Regions from separate parts of the Triticum aestivum genome. Here region 2 is linked to region 1. A link is a contact called in public Hi-C data. All regions are on one chromosome and are shown on one strand. Each heading gives the region's core, a stretch centred on a gene start, on an enhancer-like site or on the middle of the called end of the contact. The rest is flanking DNA. Distances are from core to core; before and after follow the strand shown.

Region 1 (3,598 bases), core at 426-2,925:
CATTGAGCGATGCCCAGTGCCTCTCGATGCTGTATTTCTGAATGACATTCTTCACCCGGTCACTGAAGTAGTTAGCCATCTCCACAACCATCTCAAGGGCCTTGGAGTTTCCAGCCACTGTATACTGATCAAGAAGCCCTTGCATAATCTACAAACCAAAAAAATTGCAGACGCAGCAAGACAATGCATTAGAGAATCACACAGAATAGAAGTACAGAACACGGGATACGGATCACAGAATCCAGATCACAACTCAACACAATGATTTACATGTTGAAGGAGTAGAGACTAAAACATTTTGTATACCTTGTGAATTGTGTAGTAAGGAGCCCAAACAGTAGTGAGGGCCTCAGCGCGGTCGAAGAACTCCGACGGGAAGGCCGACAGGTACCCTGTGCCCATCTTCTTCTGGCAGTCGTATAGCACGTCGACGACGGACGACATCTTGGCACGGAGGGTGTCATTGTGCGTACTCGCCCACATCTTGGCCGTGGCGCTCAGGTAGTGCCCTGCAATGCAAAGAACAGCGTCAGGCCAAAAGAAGTTCAGTTGAGATGAGCGACTGGCATGTGCGAATGAGCAGGGAAAGATTGTGGCGGCGGCGCACCGACGAAGTGTCCCCGGAGCTCGACGTTGGGCCCCTCCCACCCGCCGTAGGGCGTGCCGGTCGCCGTCAGGCCGGCCTGCGTGCGGAAGCTCCAGACGAGGCGGTCGGCGTCCAGGAGGAGCAGGTACTCCAGGTTGGTCTGCTGGGCCTGCCAGTACACGGTCCCCGGCTGGAGCCGCACGTCGTGCAGCGACGCCTCCGAGAGGAACGGACCCGCGGGGCCGTCCACGGCGGCGGCGCCGCCGCCCCGGAGCTTGCGATAGAGCATCAGCCAGTCGAACGCCTCGCGCGGCGGGGTGCTGCCGCCGCCGCCGCCTAGGAGCCTCCGCGGCATGAGCTCCATCCAGGCGGACTCGTCGGTCGGGGTGAGGTGCTGCTCGTGGTCGTGCCCGTGCCCGTGGCCACGGGCGGCGGGGCCGGCAGGCAGCCGCAGCTGCCCCGCCGCGCGCTCCGCGTGGGTCGCCACCGAATCCGACGACGGGAACGTGTTCGTGCAGACCTTCGCCGCGGCGGCGGTCAAGAGCACCGCCACGACCCCCAACGCCGCCACCGCTGCCGCCACGCCTCGCGCCATTCCCGTCCCCCCCTAAGAATTCACTCACCAGTCACTTCTTAGCCGTCAACGCTCGACTGCCACCGCCCGGCGCATAATATAGGGCAAGGAGAGCCTCCAAGAATCCCCAGACCTTCAATTATAGCCGGAGCAAGGCGAGAGGGTGAAGCAACAGGCTCGCAAGCGACGCGACGGCGACAACGCACTCCGAGAGCTCGGAGAGGATGGCGACCGGTGCGACCACAGAAGGTGGGCGGGTGGCGATCTCGGTCGGCGAAGAACAGGAAGGGGGATTCTTCTTTGGGAAAAATCGCGGCTCTTTTTTGGTTTGCTGCGGTGCGTGCGCGGGGACGGATCGGCGGGGAGGAGACGCAAGAAACGCGCGTCGAGGGGAGGCAGTCTTGCACCCAAAGGGCCGCAACCATGGACGGGAATGGACCGGGTGACGGACGGGACGGCAGCGTCGCTTGCTTACACGTCGGAGCGTTCGTTGGAAAACGATGTGATCTAGTACTAGCCAGTACCTCAGCGTCTGGATCAGCAACGGCGGCCGTTGGCGCGTCCATGTGTACCTCAGCAGCGTCGCGGATCGATGGCGGTACAAGACGGACGGACGGACGGACGCACGCCGCGCCAGGAATCATCATCTATTTCTGTTCTTGGATTTCCAGACTGAGCCCAGACCAGAGTGGCTCCAGCACACGGAAGGAGGAACACTCCACTGCAACTGCCGTTTACCATATTGGATGAGCATCTTTGTTGTGACCTCAGCTCGCCGGAACTAGCCAGTATGGTGGTTGCGCTTAGGATCGATCGACACACGATACAGCCGGGACGGCATCCGCACCGCGATTTCTGTTCTCGAATTTCCAACTCAGCAGGCATGAACCAAACTTAGGTTCGGAATAGACCTAAGGGCATTTCTAGCCCATCCCCGTAATTCAATTACCCGTCCTATCCCACCCTTCAATTCCCATTTTTGCACACAGGCTTCGTCTCAACATATATTGCCACAACCATGTTAATTCAAAACTTGAGAATTCAAGTACACACACTTCAAGTACATATCAAAATTTAAGGTTTTTAAACTTAACCATTGAGATTGAAACACAACATGCGGTCCAAATGAACTAACAATCCAACTAAAACATGGTAAAAACACTAGAATCAAGTGCTATGAAGTGCCAACGGTGCTCAACAAGATCTTCTTAAAGTTGCTTGTGAGCTTTTTGATCCTTCGGTGAGCTTAAAGGAATGCATGGGTACTATTTCGGCGACGTTTTGACTCCACCATGACACCATTGTAGAGGAACCGTAAGTTTTCCGGGTCATCCCTCTCGTCCTCGATGATCATGTTGTGCAAGATACCACATGTTGTCATGATCCGCCACATGCTATCAGCAATCAAGTTAGTGTCTCTCCTAGTGTTTGTGCAACACGAGTGTCGGTACAAAAGCCGGCAGACCTCAGGTAGGGGGTCCGCCACATGCTATCAGCAATCAAGCCAGTGTCTCTCCTAGGGCGTGTTTGGTTGCCCGCATCGAGCCCAACCAGGCCCGCGCGGGAAGGAAGAGGCATGTTTGCTTGCCTGGTTTCACTGTTGGCCCTGCATCGCACGCTTCTCAAAGCAGCCCACAGCCTGGCTCGCTGGAAACGCTTGGATCGACAGTTTCTCGCGAGTCAGGCTGAGTGCGGCGCGAGGTCGCATGGGCGCGTGCGAGGCGAGGGCGAGAGGGGATGGCGCGAGATGGAAATCTGGCCTCACCCCCTTTCACTCGCTCACCCATAGGCACTACCCCCCTTTCTTCCCTACTGCCTCACCGCCGTCGGCCGCTGCGATTTCAGATCTGCGCTAGAGGGGGCGGCGGCGGCGGAAGAGGCGGCGGAGTTTGCGGCGGATCTGGTACTCCCCTTGCTGTTGGCCACCGTCTAGTCGACCTTGTCTGTGCCATGGCCCCCCCTAAGACGTCCTCGTCTCCGATGCCGGTAAGCAGCACCCCCTCCCCCCTTTGTTAGGTCGGTGGTTAGGCCGTTAGGCTAGGTGTAGGATCGATTACGCACTGGACGAATTGTCGATATCGTCTAGGTTATGGACGCATGGATGAGGCTGATAATTCAGGCAGCAACACTGATTAGTGTGATTCAGGCATGGGTCATGTTCATGCACCAGAGAGTTGTCTGTCGTGCTAGGAGACCTTTGATCCGCTATGGTCCATTGTTTATCCGGGAACATGAGAGGATCCAAAATCTGAACTACATCTACAACTGCAATAACGTCGAGGCTCTGTGGATGCTTCAAATGAAAAGAGCACAATTTGCCAGGCTTGTCGAGACCTTCAGGAGCAGGGGGCTGCTACAAGATAACATCAACACCAGTGTGGAAGAGGAAGTGGCCATGTTTCTCCATGTTGTTAGCCATAACCAGAGGTTCATGGTAA
Region 2 (3,598 bases), core at 291-2,790, 960 kb after region 1:
GTGACATGTGCGACCAAAAACTCTGCTGTTGCACAATAGCGAGGGATCGGCATGCGCGGTACAGGTCCTACCGTGTGCCACACGAGGGTAGCACATACGTGATTTTTGGGGCGCCTGGTACGTACACAGGTTAGGGATTAGACATGGCCAGTAGCCACACATTTCGCGATCACCCAATCACCACCAAGCGAGAAAAAGTCAGCAGAGGCAGATGGGCATTGCTCTAGCACAGAAAATGTCCATATTTACCGACCAGATGTGCCGTACCTTTTCGCCCCCAACAAATGTGCCGTGCCTGGATAGAAGTCCCTAAATGGCATGTCATGTTTCCAAAAAGAAAAAAATGGCACGTCATGTACATGTGGCTGTCCTCCAGTGTGCTCTCTTTTAAGTAGTTTGTTTACTAAAAAAAACGCTCGAATAACTATATAAACACCTGCATATTAAGTTCTGTGATGGTCATGTCACGGTCACGTGCATTGGCGGCACATCCCATCAATAATAATGTGAAGGGGAATCAACGTGCGATTGCGTACGTGCTGGACCTGGGGTATCTATCTGAGATGTGTGGCACACGTAAAAGAAGAAAGATTAACCGCGAAGCATGAGACCCTAAGAAAGACCGCGAGGCTTGAGGGGATCTGTGTTTGTGCAAACTTCTCGCACAGATCGACCACGTACACGTCCGGGAGGGGGGATGTGCCAAAATGGGCGGTCACATGCACCGGGAAGTGACAAGCCTACTGATGTATACTTCGTGCGTGACCCCACTACCCTACATCCTACTGATGTATACATCGTGTCCGACCCCGCTGCTGGGTGTGGTGTGGAACGTGCTTCAAGGTTCCAATGTCGCCCTCCTGCTCGTTCAACAAATTTTATGTGGTTTTCTCGAGCCCTAGTCGGTCGACTAGCCAACTTTCTATTGCGCATGCAGCAACTGGCATCAGCGACATTTATTTTGAGATGAAGGAAGTATATATTCTTTAGGCTGCTGGAGCTGCCTAAACAAAGATCAAATGTGGCGTTCGCTCAAACTTTTCGTAGAAGAAAATATCTGGTGCACCCGGTCTCAATTGTCATTTTCGAGAATTCAATAAAATCTAAAAAGAAACAAAGGGCATGCAAACAATGAGTAGCGACACAGGAAAGTATTCAAATCCAAACTGAAAGCGCAATTGCGAAACACAAATGATATTGATGGAATTTACAACCAAATCTAGATTAGCTTACTATTCAACACGTGATTTGTCTTTTTTTTTCACAAGCTATATTTGAAGTTCTGAACTTTTACAGTGATTCAATTCTTTCCAACACCTTTTTGTAAACGTCTAGACAGGTGCACGCCACATACCATAGGGCGTCATGTACATACACTCTTCAAATGGACATTTTATTTCCAAGACAAATGATTTGGTTAGCTAGCCAGGTACGCAGCTAATCATCGTGTTGCACAGCCCATCACGACTGACACACACACGCACGTGAAACACATCGCCGTGAAGCACCGCAGCCAACAATATAAACTGACACACATACTACCACGGACGCAGAGCACTTGGGAGAGCCGAGAGAGAGAGGCCGGCCCTCCTAGCTAGCTAGCTAACTAATCAGCATAAGAACAGAAGGGAGAGATCGAACCAGCTCGATCCATCGGCAGCAGCTAGCTAGCCCTGCCCGCGCCAGCCATGATCCATCTGAAGCAGCCGCTGGTGCTCTCCGCGCAGAGCAGCAATGTTGCCTCGCCACCGCTCTTCGCCACGGCGGCGGCCGCGAGCGGCCAGCAGAGGCGGGCGTCCGGCGCCGGGAGGAGCCGCTCTGGGCGCCGGCTCACGGCGCGCAGGATAAGCTGCGCGTCGACCGAGGAGGCCGTCGGCGTCTCGACGTCCATGACGACCAAGGAGAGGTCGCTGACGGTGACGGCCGTCGTGACCGCGCAGGCGCCGACCTCCGTGTACGTCGCCCGGGGCCTCGACGACATCCAGGACCTCTTCGGCAAGACGCTGCTGCTCGAGCTCGTCAGCTCCGAGCTCGACCCCAGTGAGCCTCTCCATCTTTTCTCACCACAACGATAGCATGCAGGACAGGAGAGAGCACTGTGCGTTGCATGCATGCTACAGCCAGCGGTTGATTTGATTTTTCACATGGCTGAGAAAAGTTGCTTCGATGCGTAGAGACGGGAAGGGAGAGGGAGAAAGTGAAGGGGTTCGCGCACATGACGCTCAAGGAGGGGACGTACGAGGCCAAGATGTCGGTGCCGGCGTCGTTCGGGCCGGTGGGCGCGGTGCTGGTGGAGAACGAGCACCACAGGGAGATGTTCATCAAGGACATCAAGCTCATCACCGGCGGCGACGAGAGCACCGCCATCACCTTCGACGTCGCCTCCTGGGTGCACTCCAAGTTCGACGACCCCGAGCCGCGCGCCTTCTTCACCGTCAAGGTAGGCAATTAGCCAACGGCATGCAGCTAAGCTAGCCATGAAGCCACGCTCTCTCCGTGCTTGCTTGGTTGTACTATGGAACTAACCATGGCGTGCGTATGTTGTTGCAGTCATACCTGCCGTCGCAAACGCCGCCGGGAATCGAGGCGCTGAGGAAGAAGGAGCTGGAGAAGCTGCGTGGCGACGGGCACAGCGAACGCAAGTTCCACGAGCGCGTCTACGACTACGACACGTACAACGACCTCGGCGACCCGGACAAGAACATGGACCACAAACGCCCGGTGCTGGGCACCAAGGAGCACCCCTACCCTCGCCGGTGCCGCACCGGCCGGCCCAAGACCCTCTACGGTACGTAACGTAAGCACACCGCCCTTGCTACCTGCTAAGCAATAATCTTGTTCCAAATTCTAACGATTGCCGGTGGTTGTGCTATAGACCCGGAGACGGAGAAGAGGAGCTCGCCGGTGTACGTGCCGCGCGACGAGCAGTTCTCGGACGTCAAGGGGCGGACGTTCAGCGCGACGACGCTGCGGTCGGGGCTGCACGCCATCCTGCCGGCGCTGGCGCCGCTGCTCAACAACTCGCAGTGCTTCTTGCACTTCCCGGCCATCGACGCCCTCTACAGCGACGGCATCCCGCTCCCCGTCGACGGGCACGGCGGCACCTCCTTCAACGTCATCAACGACGTCATTCCCCGTGTCGTCCAGATGATCGAGGACACCACCGAGCACGTCCTCCGCTTCGAGGTTCCCGAGATGCTTGAGAGTGAGCACCGCCGTCCATGCCTGATCCGACAGAGCACGCAGTACACGTACAGTGCGAATCGAGCAGTTAATTACTGTGAGACCACATAGTACATGACATGACTTTGCACTTTTGTAGGGGACCGATTTTCGTGGTTCAGAGACGAGGAGTTCGCAAGGCAGACGCTCGCCGGGCTCAACCCTATCTGCATCCGCCGCCTCACGGTAATTAATCAACCATTTTTTTACAGCCTTTGATCAAGTTGCTTTTAATAAGTTCGCTTAGTTAATTAAGAGAGTGCATGCATGGTGCAGGAATTCCCCATCGTGAGCAAGCTCGACCCGGCGGTGTACGGGCCGGCGGAGTCGGCGCTGACCAAGGAGGTCCTGGAGAAGATGATGAACGGGCGGATGA

What was found. A called contact is a pair of places that touch in the nucleus more often than the background predicts.
Region 2: a Hi-C map of leaf shows a contact between it and region 1, with 6 times the contacts expected there. The contact joins the promoter of LOC123136741 here to the promoter of LOC123136736 in region 1. A contact is called at or near these places in 2 of 5 Hi-C or Micro-C datasets (both in leaf).

What each region holds. Positions count from the first base shown.
Region 1 is chr6B:233,362,131-233,365,728 of IWGSC CS RefSeq v2.1, forward strand. It overlaps LOC123136736, which reads right to left and starts at 1,676. Exons shown (of 12, transcript XM_044556219.1): 1 at 608-1,676; 2 at 307-509; 3 at 1-148. The coding sequence starts at 1,181.
Region 2 is chr6B:234,322,663-234,326,260 of IWGSC CS RefSeq v2.1, forward strand. It overlaps LOC123136741 (lipoxygenase 2.3, chloroplastic), which reads left to right and starts at 1,541. Exons shown (of 6, transcript XM_044556227.1): 1 at 1,541-2,040; 2 at 2,175-2,440; 3 at 2,551-2,788; 4 at 2,876-3,205; 5 at 3,323-3,408; 6 at 3,499-3,598. The coding sequence starts at 1,689.